Regions from separate parts of the Anser cygnoides genome. Here regions 1 and 2 are each linked to region 3. The links are chromatin contacts, called in public Hi-C maps. All regions are on one chromosome and are shown on one strand. Each heading gives the region's core, a stretch centred on a gene start, on an enhancer-like site or on the middle of the called end of the contact. The rest is flanking DNA. Distances are from core to core; before and after follow the strand shown. Region 1 holds the start of MOB3A (MOB kinase activator 3A). Region 2 holds the start of MKNK2 (MAPK interacting serine/threonine kinase 2). Region 3 holds the start of OAZ1 (ornithine decarboxylase antizyme 1).

Region 1 (3,803 bases), core at 808-3,307, 190 kb after region 3:
TGGGGCTGCGGGGCCCAGGGGGGAAGTTCGGGGCGATGGAGGTTTGGGAATTTCCTCTGGGAATTGCAGCCGGGCTGCTGCCGCTTTCCAGCTTCCAGGCGTGGCAGAGGCGGGAACGGTTCCTCTGCTCAGGAGTTTAAACAGCTAGATTAAAAATAAATAAAGAAAAAAAAAAAGATTAAAAAAAGGATAATAGGATAAAAAGGAAAAAAGGGTAATAAAAGCTGGAAGGGTCATTAACAGCGGCAGTGGTTCACCCCCAGGAGGGTTCCCATCCCATAAAACGAGGTGAAAAAAAAAGAAAACGAAGCGGAACCGGCCTCTTCCCCGGCCCCTCCCCGCCGCGCCGGAGGGGGGCGGCCCCTTTAAGAGGAAGTAGTGCCGGCAGCCGCCGGCGGAGCGGGGCCGGGGCGCGCGGAGGAGGAGCGCGAGGAGCTGCGCTGCGGCCACACGAGGGGCGCCGCCTCCGCGCCGCCACGGACTAACTGCGGCCGGCCAGGTGCGGGGGGGCTGGGGGAGGGCCGGGGGGGGGTGGGCAGCGCCGGGGAAAGGGGGCCCCGCCGGGGGGTCCCCAGCCCCGCCGGGGGGTTCCCAGCCCCGCCCGGCGGTCCCCGGGGCCGCGCTGAGCCCCCTGCAGCTCTCCGCTAACGATTTTGGCTGGTTTGAGTTTGTTTTATTTATTTATTTTCTCGCGTGGAAAGGCGGCCTCGTGGCCTCCCGGCCGGCCCTGGGGCTCGGGGGGCTGCTGGTGAGGGTCCCCCGGTCCGCCCTGCCGCCCCCCGGCCCTTCCTTCCCTGCAGTCCTTCCTTCCTCCCTTCCTTCTTTCCTTCCCCCCGGTCCTTGCCCTCCGCCCTGCCGCCCCCCGGCCCTTCCTTCCTTCCCTCCCGGTCCTCCCCCCCCCTCCAGCCCCGCCGCCCGGCGCCTCAGCCGCGGGGGGGCCGCAGGAGCCAGGCCCGCTCCGGGCTCACCTGCAGCGCATCCGCCCGAGCTCCTTCCCGGAATCACCTCATAGACCCGCAGAGCGGCCCGGGTTGAAAAGGACCTCGAAGATCTCCCGGTTCCCCCCCCCCCGCTCCGGGCAGGGTGCCCACCCGCTAGAGCCGCCTCCAGGGATGGGGCGTCCGCAGCCTCCCTGGGCAACCCGTGCCAGGGCCTCACCGCCCTCTGAGCGAAAAACTTCCTCCTAATTTCCGACCTAAATCTCCCCTGTCGCCGTCTAAAAGAAATCTGGGGTGCGCGCCAGGAGGGATGAAGAGGACAGGGCAGGAAGCCCTCGGGGCGGGGAGGGCTGGGAAGGTGTCCGGCGCCTGTCGCAGGAGGTTGGGAAGGTTGGGAAAGCCTCCCCGTGCTAGCGAGAGGCAGGGTCCCCTTCTGACCCGAAGAGCGGCCACGCGTCCTTCATTTCTATCCCTTTGTTTAAAACCCTTTCCAGTCTGGAATTGTTCCGCTAAGTTGCAGGGCAGTTGTTTTTTTTTGCTAGGAGACGCAAAGTTTCCCCAGCCACCTGTTTATCGCAGTCCCCAGTGCTTTGTCCTTGCACTCTGCTTCTTTTACAGAGCTTTGGGCTCGCATCCAGCTCTGCATTTATCTCTCGTCGTTTCTTGGACCCCGTATTCCGTGTCTTAGATTCAGTTTCTGTCTTAGTCACGTCCCTGCAAAGCTGACTCGGTCAGGAGGGCGAGCAGGCTCAGAACCTCTTTAAACTCCCAGAAGGGAGGAGAGGAGTGCTGGGAGCTCACGCCAGGTTGGTGGCGGGGAAGCAGAAACTGATGCTCCTGCTTTGCACAGGAGATCTGGGCCCAGACGCTGCGCAGGGAGCAGTTTCCCTGTGCCTGGCTCACTTTTAGGGTCTGGGGTTCTCTCCGGACCTGTTGAGGTTGCACAGTTGACTGTGCCATAGTCAGAACGGACATTGGGCTCTCCTGTCCCTTCGGCTGGGGCTCGGCGAGCTTGAAGCGTGCTCGTCATCTCGAGCAAAGTCCTCCCTTGTGGCTTAGCTGGCCTCTGTCACGGAGCTGCTTGCCAGATGCTTTTGTGGCCACGTTTGGCTGTAACGTGGCCCTTCCGTTGATGGGATGTGAAGTGCCACCCAGACCGAAGTGGCACGATTAGCTCTGTTTGTGGAGGTCGGACTGGAGGTTGACGTAACGGTGTTTTGTAACCAATGCTTCTCTGTACGTGGGCCAGAGATCTCTATGGCCGCAGTACACAGAGGAAAAATGTTTCCCTTGTCAGCAGTGAAAGCATGTGGGGTCAGAGAGGAGATTGCAAAACCTAACCCGTCCTGGCCACAAGAGTTCAGATCTGGGAGAAGAATTGCCTTCAACTTCTGAGTTTTAATTTCTTGTAAGGCAGGAAGGTACTTTGTGATACTTGAGCCATAAATGCTGCTCTAAGTGGATCCATAACCAGCTTTGCTGGAGGTTTAGGAGATTATCTTTAGAAATACGTAATATCCAGCTAATGCTTCCAGTGAAGAATGCACCTTAGGCTGCACGTTCGTCTGCCCTTCTCCAGATGCCCCTCGGAGGCAGCGTTATCTGCGACTCCTGTCTTGCGCTGCTTCTTGCTCCCTCTGGAGCTGATGCTGCGCTGAAAGTGCTGCTCAGCTCGCGATGAAATGATGGAGGGCTCCTGGGTGAATTGCTGCTCCGAGAACACCAAGTGCACGGGGAGCAGAGGGGAGGGAGCCCAACAACCCCCCTGGGGGGGAACAGGGACGACGAAGGCCATAAGAAAACCTTTGTAAGCATGCACATCCATCCAGCTGTGGTGGCTTTGACTTCTTGTAGAAGTCTAGATGGAGTCAGTAGACGCTTTGTCGTTATTTAGTCTCTCTGAGAAGAGGTGAAGATGGCGATGCTGACGGGTGTCCCTTTGTGCTGTCTGGCCCTGCACAGCCGGGGCTCGAGTGCTGCTGGGCTGAACTCCTGCAGTGACCGTGCTTGGTGTTTGCCCCCATCCTCTTGGGGGCTGCATGGCTGTCCTCCCACCCTGTGGCAGCGCAGACCTCCTTGCAGGGCAGCGTGAGGCTGGTCAGGAGCCTGCCCTCTGCTCCCTGCCACCAGCACCCATGCAGCGGCTGCAGGAGACCCCCAGCTCCCAGCCCAGGTAGGGGCTGGATTTGGGTGAACGATGGCCCTGGCTGTGTGCCTCTGCTCCGGCTTCTGGGGAACAGAAAATGAGCTGGAGCCATCCGATACGTGCTCCAGTTGGAAGCAGAAGCTGAGTAAGACCCGTTACTAAGCTGAAAGCCACCGTAATTGTTCTTGATCTTAACTGCAGGCTTACGTTGGGGTTGCTGTCTGGGCCTTTTTTTTCTTTTTTCCTCCTCACTGTATGCAGGAGGTCTTATGATGTGGTTTGTCTTGAGGTGATCTCGAGCTCCACATCAGTGGGCTTGTTCCTTGCCTTTGCTGCCCGGAGACACGTTAGTGTGCTGGGCCGCTGCCACATCTCCTCGTGGAGGAGAGGAGCAGGCCTCGTGGGCACCCGCTTTCAGCAGGAAACAATACGGCTTTCTTTTAAAAGCATGATGCTAACGTGGGGAGAAGCGGCACTGTCCGTGGGACTGGCCCTGGCCGTGCGGCCAGCTCGTGCCCTGGCCCCTTCCCTGGGGGACACCTCCCGAAGGCAGGACTCGCGCTCCAAATCAGCCATCCCTGCCGCTCGGGCAGATCCTGAAGTTAGAGGAAACCGCTGCTGGTTCAAAAATGCCCCTGCTCAGTGAGGATGATCATGTGGAAACTGTGAAAGCAGGAAGAAATGTGTAGTTCACAGCTCGGACTCGATAAATACCGCGC
Region 2 (3,983 bases), core at 1,203-3,702, 200 kb after region 3:
CTCTTGCACACGCATGCCCGTGCTTTTGCACACGCCAGCCTGCCGCGCGCATGCATCTCCCTTGGGTGACAGCACCAAAGCTGCAGCAGGGAGCACCCCTGGTCCTGCTCGGCCCCCCCTGGCCCCCAGTGCCCATGGGTGCTGCTTGCTCCCTGCCCCTGCAGCCCAGCCCCGATGCTCTCGCCATGCCTGGCTGCAAACCTCGCCCACGGCTGGAGGAAGCAGCCCCTTGCGCTCCGCTGCTTCTTTCCACCCCAGCTCCAGTTTGAAAGGGCACCGGCGTTGCCCCCACCCCTCCTGCTGGACCCCCGGGAGCGCTGCAGCCGTGGGAGCAGGGGTGCAGGGATGCCCCCAGGCCAAAGCCCCAAATCGCTCTAGGCCCCAGAAGGGGCGGTGGGTTGGGGCCTTTGGTGGGTCAGGTAGAATCCAGGAGACAGCGCACAGAGAGCGTGCAGCAAGCATGCAGCAGGCACGCAGTGACCGTGCAGTGAGCCCAGGAACATGCAGGGAGCGAACAGTGAGCATACAGTGCGTGTGGCAAGCGTGGAGGGTGTGTGCAGTGAGCGTGCAGTGAGCGTGCAGCGAGCGTGCAGTGAGCGTGCAGTGACTGCAGCGTGCAGTCAGTGTGCAGACATGCAATGAGTGTGCAGTGAGTGTGTGGCAAGCACAGTGTGCACCAAGCATCCAGGAAGCATTGGTCATGCAAAGGCCACGTGACAAGCACACAGAGCATGCACCAAAACATGCACAGAGCATGCACCAAACATGCACAGAGCATGCACCAAACATGCACAGAGCTTGCAGTGAGCACGCAAAGAGCACGCAATGAATGTGCAGCAAGTACACGCTAAGCACACAGTGCACATGCAGCACACACAGTGCGCACAGCACACATGCAGTGCACGTGCAGAACACGCAGCACACGCAGCGCACACACACTGCTCCAGCTCCCCATGACAATGGGTCCCCATGGGCTGGGCGAGCTCCCAGGCGTCCCCAGGTGTCCTCGCCGCACCAGGCACCCGCGGGTGGCCCTGCTGGGGCTGCGGGTGCCAGCGCTGCCACCCTGTCATTACCGGCCCGGTGACCTACATGGCGGCGTGCGCAATTTGGGAGGCATGTGGCTCCTCTGCCTGCGCCGGAACCGCCCGACGGGTGCCAGCAGCCAGCGCACCCCGTGGCTCCATCCCCCGTCCCTTCTGCAAGCCTCAGAGGACAAAACCCCACAAATCCCCTGTATCCCCCCGAGCCCTGCCCACCCCCCGCACCAGCTTGGGTTAATTGGGGACCCCTCGTTAGCAGGGCAGCAGTCTGAGGTCTGGGGTGTCTGCTTCACCCCATCTGCTTTGCTGGAGGGTGGGACGTGGGAAGGGCAGCCCAGGCCTGCCAAAAGCAGGGAATTTTGCTGATTTGCAGGGTCTGGGCCCACAGCGGGGCGGTGAGGGCCCCGTGACCCCACCGCGGTGGCCCCGAGCCAGGCCAGCACCGGTGGCACTGGGGGCTGCAGCAAAACATCCCCAACGGGACGAGGGGGAGAAGGAGGAAGGAAGAGGGGTGGGGGGCGAGCGTGACGGCGGGGGGCTGCGGGGCTGGGGGGGCAGCAGCACGGGGCCGGGGGGGGCCCCTTGGGTGCGCAATGGCGGCGGCGGCGGGCGTGCAGCCAATGCGCGGCGCGGCCGGTGAAGTCATGCACCGCGGTGCCGCAGCCATTGGGCCCTGCGCTGCCGCTCGGCGCAACGAGCGCGTCTGTTCTCAGCTCGGGCTGGCGTCACGCAGCGGGGGGGGGGGCACACATGCAAGGGGGGGGCCACACATGCAAGGGGGGGGGCACACATACGCAGGGACACCCACGCAGCCCCGGCCTCCCGTAGTGCCACCGAGCGTGGAGTTGGGAGGTCCCCGCTCGCGAGCCCCCCCGTCCCACACCACTGAGGGGCCTCGGTGGCCTGTGGGGACCGGGGGGGGGCCGTGACCCTGTGCCTGTTCCCCCCCCCCCCCCATGCAGGCCTGGTGCTGAGCACAGGCCCCGCTCGTGGCACGAGTTGGGGGGCTCCTGGGGGGGAGGGGGCACCCATGTCCCTGGGGGTCCCCCGTGGCAGTGCCCCCGTCCTGGGCTGCAGGAGGGGGTGTCCCTGCCCCTGTCCCTGCCCCTGGGGGGGGTGTCCCTGCACCTGGGGGAGGGTCCCTGCAGCTGGGGGGTCCCTGTCCCTGGGGGCGCAGCGCAGGGTGCCCGGGGGGGGCTCAGTCCCCGTGCCCAGGAGAGGGGGTGCCGGCGGGGTGCCCCTGGTGCAGCAGGGGGTGCCCGGGGGGGGCTGTTTTGCTCCGCGGGTGCAGCGCGGGGGGGTCCCGGCGGGGGGGGGGGCGGGCCGGGCCGGGGGGGCGGGGCCGGGGGGTGGGGGCGGGCCGGGGCCGGGGCTATAAAAGCGGCGGGGGCGGCGGCGCCGTGTCCCCCCCCCGGCGGCGGAGCGGAGCGGAGCGGAGCGGGCGGCGGTGCGGGCTGCGCTACCACCAGCAGCGGCGGCTCTGCGGGGCCGCGCCGGTGAGCGGGGGGGGGCTGCGGGGCCGGGGGGGGGGGGGCGCAAAGGGGGGGGGGGGGTGTGAGACCCTTCTGACCCCCCCCCCCTTTGGCCTCCTTTCCCCGCAGGTCTCAGCCACCCCCCAGGCTCCTCTCCAGCTCTGCCCGTCCCCCCCCTTCCCGCCCCCCCCCCCATCCGTTTTTATTCGCCCCCTCGTTTTGTACCAGCAACGCCGCCCCCCGCCGCCCCCCCCCGCAGCAAGATGGTGCAGAAGAAGTCGGAAATCCAGGGGTTCCACCGCTCCTTCAAGGTAACGCGGGGGGGCCGGGCCGGATCCTGCTCGCTGCGGTGCGCTGCGTTACGCCCCGTCACCTGCCGGGGGGCCGAGCCGCCCCCACGCTGCCCCCAAAAGCACCTGGAGGAAGGCAGAAGCTCCGGTCCCACCGCCGCCCCATGAGCCGCAGAGGGACGGATCCTGCCCTGCTGCGGTGCTGGGGCGCAGCTCAGCTCCTGGGGTGGGCGTGGGGCGGGCGTCCCCGCTCCCCTCGGTGCCCCAAAGCCCCGTGGGGGTGTCAGGCTGCGGCACGGGGCCGCGACACCCCGGGCACACAGGTGGGAGCGCGGCACCCACCAGGCCCTGCGGCGGGACCTGTCGTGCAAGAGTCTTGCAAGAGGGCCGGATCCTGGCAGCACGGAGCGCACGTCCCTGCTTGCACCGCTGCGGCCGGGCGCCGTCCTACCCCCGCGTCCGTCCCGGCCGTATCCCTGTGTCCATCCCGGCCGCTGTCAAGGTCGGGGTGCGCGGGAGGGGACGGATCCTGCGGCCACCCCGCTGCTCTCAATGCTGCCTCTTGTCTCGGCGCGGGGCCGGGGCTGCATGGGATCTTTGTTTAGTTTGGCTGCGAGCGCTTCAAGGGATGCCGGGAGATCATCTGCAACCTGCCCGGGTTATTTTAGCTGACACCTAATCCTGCTTTTAAGGCTTTTGGCTGGGTTTTCGCTCACCCCCTCCTCGGTGGCCGGGGCCGCGGGGGGGACACCTCAGCCGTGCGATGGAGCTGGTGCGTGGCGGTCGCTCCCCATCCCCCAGACCTTTGTGTGCCGAGGCTGCGGCAGCCGGCACGGGCGACCTCATCCTGCCCACGGTGCCGCTTGGCAAGGCTGGGGGGGCACACACAGAGGCCCTGATGCTGAGGCCGTGGTGCACGGCACGGGGGGGGCGGGTCTGGCAGCCCAGGGCAATTCTTCATTTTGCAGATTTGGATTTTCAGTGTGGGGGTACACACGGCCCCCCATGGAGGACACCCCAGGAGCCAGCAGGCTGCTACTGGCAGTTTCTGGCAGTGTGGCCGCGTTTCCCGTGGGGCTGGCACCAGGGCGGGTTTGGGAGCCGGGCGCTGTCTGCCCCCCTCCGCCCGAGCAGGTTTCGTAACCCCACCGAGGCCGCTGCCTTTTCACCTCGCCGGC
Region 3 (3,836 bases), core at 383-2,882:
TCGAGGCCCTTAGGGAAATTTTCACAATCGTCCTGTCTGTGAGTGCCAGCAGCCATTTGCAAATCAGAATAAACATGTACAAAATAATCCACCATTTTGCACAGTTCATACGAGTTTAATTTTTAATGAGCTTGGAATCTGTGATGAATAATCCGTATTAGAAAGGCAATGAATAGCCATATAGGTCAAATATTAAATGCCAGAAGGCATTAGTAAGCACAGCGGCTATGAAGCTATTAAACTAAAAATTATAATGTGCTCAATCTCAATTAAATGTGTTCAATCCATTATTTTAGACTCTCTGAAATGATTTTAATACTAGCATTACTTATTTTATTTCAGAATGATTGCAGATCTACGTATTCCTAATTAGCCTTACAAATAAGCCTTTGAACACCTTGTTCAGAACTGTGCAGTAGTAATCCTTTATGATTTCACCTTTCACCCAATGAAAAGCACTATATAATGAAGGCTGTCTACAGTTTATAACTGAGAATATATTTTCGTGATGTTTGGGTAATCTTACTCCTCTTGAAAAAAAAATCACCTCTCTTTAACCTGCAGTTAAGTATAAAAACAGCTTTCTGTAGCATTCTAGGGCTGGTCTCACAATGCACACACCAGGTCTGTTCTTCACTCTCTTTATTCAGGGCAGACCCACGTCCTAAGCTTCCATCACTGCAGCCCCGTCACCCCGATCCAGATCTCTTCTCCCCAGCATCTGTTAGGATTGTTTAATCCTTCCGTTGGCTTTTAAATTGAGAGCTCCCGTAACAGCCTTACGTTCTGCTTTAGGCTCAGCACCTCGATTACTTCTCCAGAATATCTGCGCTTACGTAAGGGGCTAACAGCTTCCAGCCCTTTCCCCTCTCTGCCTAATCCTGCCTTTTCTCCCCCTGGGGGCCGTGCCTTTTGTCTTCAGGAGCCTTTTCCCCCCGTTACCCCGCCGGGGAGGGGGGGGTACGGCGGATCAGCCCCCCGAGGGGCCGGGGGTGCCCTGCCCCAGCCTTCCCCCCTCGGCTGAGCCCAGCGCGGGGCCGGGGCCTGCCGCTAACGTGGCACCGCGAGGGGGCTCGGGGGGCGCCTGCCCGGGCCCGGCTGTGTGTGAGGGGGGGGCTCGGACGTGTCCCCTGGCACGGCTAGGGGCGTAACCGACCTTACGGCGCTGCCTTAGACGTCTGAAAATTAAGAAACAATAGTAATTTTTTTTGTATTTTTTCCCCTCCCCCCCCCCCCCCCCTTCTTTTACGGGGGAGGAGGCCAGGCCGCAGGGCCCGCCCCCACCACGGAGCAGCCCTGCCCCCGGTCCGGGGGGGAGGAGGAGGAGGAGGAGGAAGAAAACCAGAGCCGGCGGGGGAGGAGGGGGGGGGGGAGTGGAGGCAGCGGCGAACGCCCTGCGGTGCAAAGGCTGAGCGAGGCCCCAGCCCCTCACCTGCTCTGTCCGGTACTGAGGCTCAGCACGGCGGGCATGATGGTGCTTTTATTCCCCTCTTTCTCTCTAGCGAAGCAGTGACTGTTGAGTATCCGCTGCAGGGAGGATTTCACCATCCGGCCGCTCTGGTCCGAACCCCGAAACCCTCCGCTGCCTCCCGCCGGCCGCTCTCCAGGCGCTGCTACACAAAATGGCACCCCGGCCGCAGTGGGTCCTTATATACCCTCTGTGCGGCCACGCCCCCCCATGTGGTACCGCCCCCCCGGAGCAGACCACGCCCCCGAACAGGAAAGAGCTCCCGTGCGGGAACGGCCCAACTGTCACTTAGAAAGCCTCGCTTCCCATTGGCTAAAGGGAGAGCGGGGGCGGAACATCGAGCTCTTTCCCTATTGGCCGACAGCGCGAGGAGTTCGGCGCTGGTTGGAAAGGCGACGAGACTGGGAGTCACGGAGAGCTCCGATTGGCTACGCCTCCGCGGGTGGGCGGGATCTGGCGGGGCGGGGCGGGGCTGGGCTGGGAGGCTTCGGTACGGTGTCGCAACCCTCGCTGATCGCAGGGACGCCGGTTCGAGCCCCGCGTCCGGCGCCTCCGCCTGGCTGAGGTAAACTGCGGGGAAAGGGAGGGGCCGGGCCGCGCCTGGCGCATGCGCGGCGGGGGGGGAGGGGAGAGGCGGTGTCCCTGAGGGTGCCCTCAGCGGCCCGTAGGCTTGGGGCCCCGATAGGTCCTACAAGGGGATGGCTCCTGCGGCTTCAGGCTTGCCCTGCATGGGCATCATAGAATTAATAGAATGATTAGGGTTGGAAAAGACCTCCAAGATGAAAATTCCCCTCCCACCACTATCGCCAACTGAACCGCGTCCCCAAGCACCACATCCAACTTCTCCTTAAACACCCCCAGGGACGGTGACTCCACCACCTCCCTGGGCAACCCGTCCCAACACCTGACTGCTCTTTCTGAGAAGTAATGCCTCCTAATTTCCAACCTCAACCTCCCCTGGTGCAACTTGAGGCCATTCTCTGTAGTCCTATAGGCTGGATGCTGAGAGAAACGTCAAAAAAAAATAATTAACCAGTCACCCAAGTACAGGGCGGGGAGTCCCAGGAGGAATAGGCCGGGAGTGTGACCTCTTTTTGGTGCGCCCATCCTTGGTTGATGCTAGAATCGCAACGTCGCGTTTACCTTCAGTTTGTGTTTTATTCTGGCCACTGTGCGGTGTATAATTTTCAAGTTGTCTGGGTAGTGACTCTTAGTAACCTGAACAGAAAAAAGCCTCGTGCTGTACCTTCAATGAGGAAGCAAATAAAGGCTGGTTATTTACATAGCAGACGCTAACCTGCTCCCCGAGCCCCGTGACGAACCGTAAAGCTCCCCTGATAACTTGCACGGCGCTTCTGATCTCCTGCAAGCGCTGTGGGAACCCGAGGCTTCGAGGCACAGCTGCGTCTTTGCACCCCACTGCGAGAGCAAGGTCTGAAGGAAAGGCTGAGTGTTTCAGACAGCCCAGATCTCTTCTGGACAATACAGGTGTAAACGCCTTCTTAAATTGAAAAGAAAGCAGCAGTCAAATGTGTACGAAAATAAATACATGAGAATTCCCTGGTCCAATCTTTGACTCAGTCCGTTCTGAACATTTCAGCCTATTGCTTACTAGGTGATACCAGCCCCTTTCTAAAAACCAAGCCAGAAGCACATCGTGCAAGTCAGGACACATCCTAAGTGGTGGATGTTACTGTCCTACACTGAAAGAAAGCTAAAATAAAGGTTTACATGATGCTGAATTGAGTTTGTGGGCAGGTATGCCTTGTAAATGAAGTGGAAAAAAAGATTTTTATAGAGCCAAAGAAAACTACTAAAGATACATTGTAATGATTTTTTTAAAAAAATCATGGTTTTGTATAAAAATGTAGATGTCTGTATTCTTTCTTTTTTGTTCAACCCGGGCTACAACAAGCCTGTTTATTGCCTTCAGGTACTGTAGCTGCATCTGAGTATACATATATAATATTTTTATTGTGTTGTTTATATTTATTTGCTTTAAAATGTTCCCATCCAGGAGCTCTGAGCACATGGATAAACCATTGATTGGTTCCACTTTGAACAAGAATAAGTGTCTAAATCCCCACCCTCCTTCTGTGTCCTGAAACTGCTCTGATTGACTGTGATGGAACAAAGTGTATTGCCAAACGAAAACATTGTCTGTTCTCCTGCAGCTTAGACGACAAGCCTAGCCTGGCCAGCAGCCAGTGACTAGTCTGGGAGTCACGGTAAGTAAGAGGTACAAGAGAAAAAGCCTTTTCCTGCTGCAGGTGTCTGCACTTAGCTCCCAGAACACAAAATAAATGCGATGTTGGTGCTTTCATCGTACTCTCTACGTGTGGCTGTTGATTTATGGATGGGAAGCTGA

What was found. Hi-C and Micro-C count contacts between places; a contact is called where the count stands out from the background.
Region 1: a contact with region 3 is called in a Hi-C map of liver, with 1.5 times the contacts expected there. The contact joins the promoter of MOB3A here to the promoter of OAZ1 in region 3. A contact is called at or near these places in 2 of 7 Hi-C or Micro-C datasets (both in liver).
Region 2: a Hi-C map of liver shows a contact between it and region 3, with 4 times the contacts expected there. The contact joins the promoter of MKNK2 here to the promoter of OAZ1 in region 3. A contact is called at or near these places in 2 of 7 Hi-C or Micro-C datasets (both in liver).

What each region holds. Positions count from the first base shown.
Region 1 is chr27:5,360,872-5,364,674 of Taihu_goose_T2T_genome, reverse strand. It overlaps MOB3A (MOB kinase activator 3A), which reads left to right and starts at 2,057. Exons shown (of 4, transcript XM_048077661.2): 1 at 2,057-3,803.
Region 2 is chr27:5,342,037-5,346,019 of Taihu_goose_T2T_genome, reverse strand. It overlaps MKNK2 (MAPK interacting serine/threonine kinase 2), which reads left to right and starts at 2,452. Exons shown (of 14, transcript XM_066984042.1): 1 at 2,452-2,539; 2 at 2,645-2,826. The coding sequence starts at 2,779.
Region 3 is chr27:5,545,637-5,549,472 of Taihu_goose_T2T_genome, reverse strand. It overlaps OAZ1 (ornithine decarboxylase antizyme 1), which reads right to left and starts at 1,632. Exons shown (of 6, transcript XM_048077751.2): 1 at 1,433-1,632. The coding sequence starts at 1,548. LOC125184497 (a long non-coding RNA gene) reads left to right here and starts at 1,763. Exons shown (of 3, transcript XR_007168605.2): 1 at 1,763-2,033; 2 at 3,486-3,696.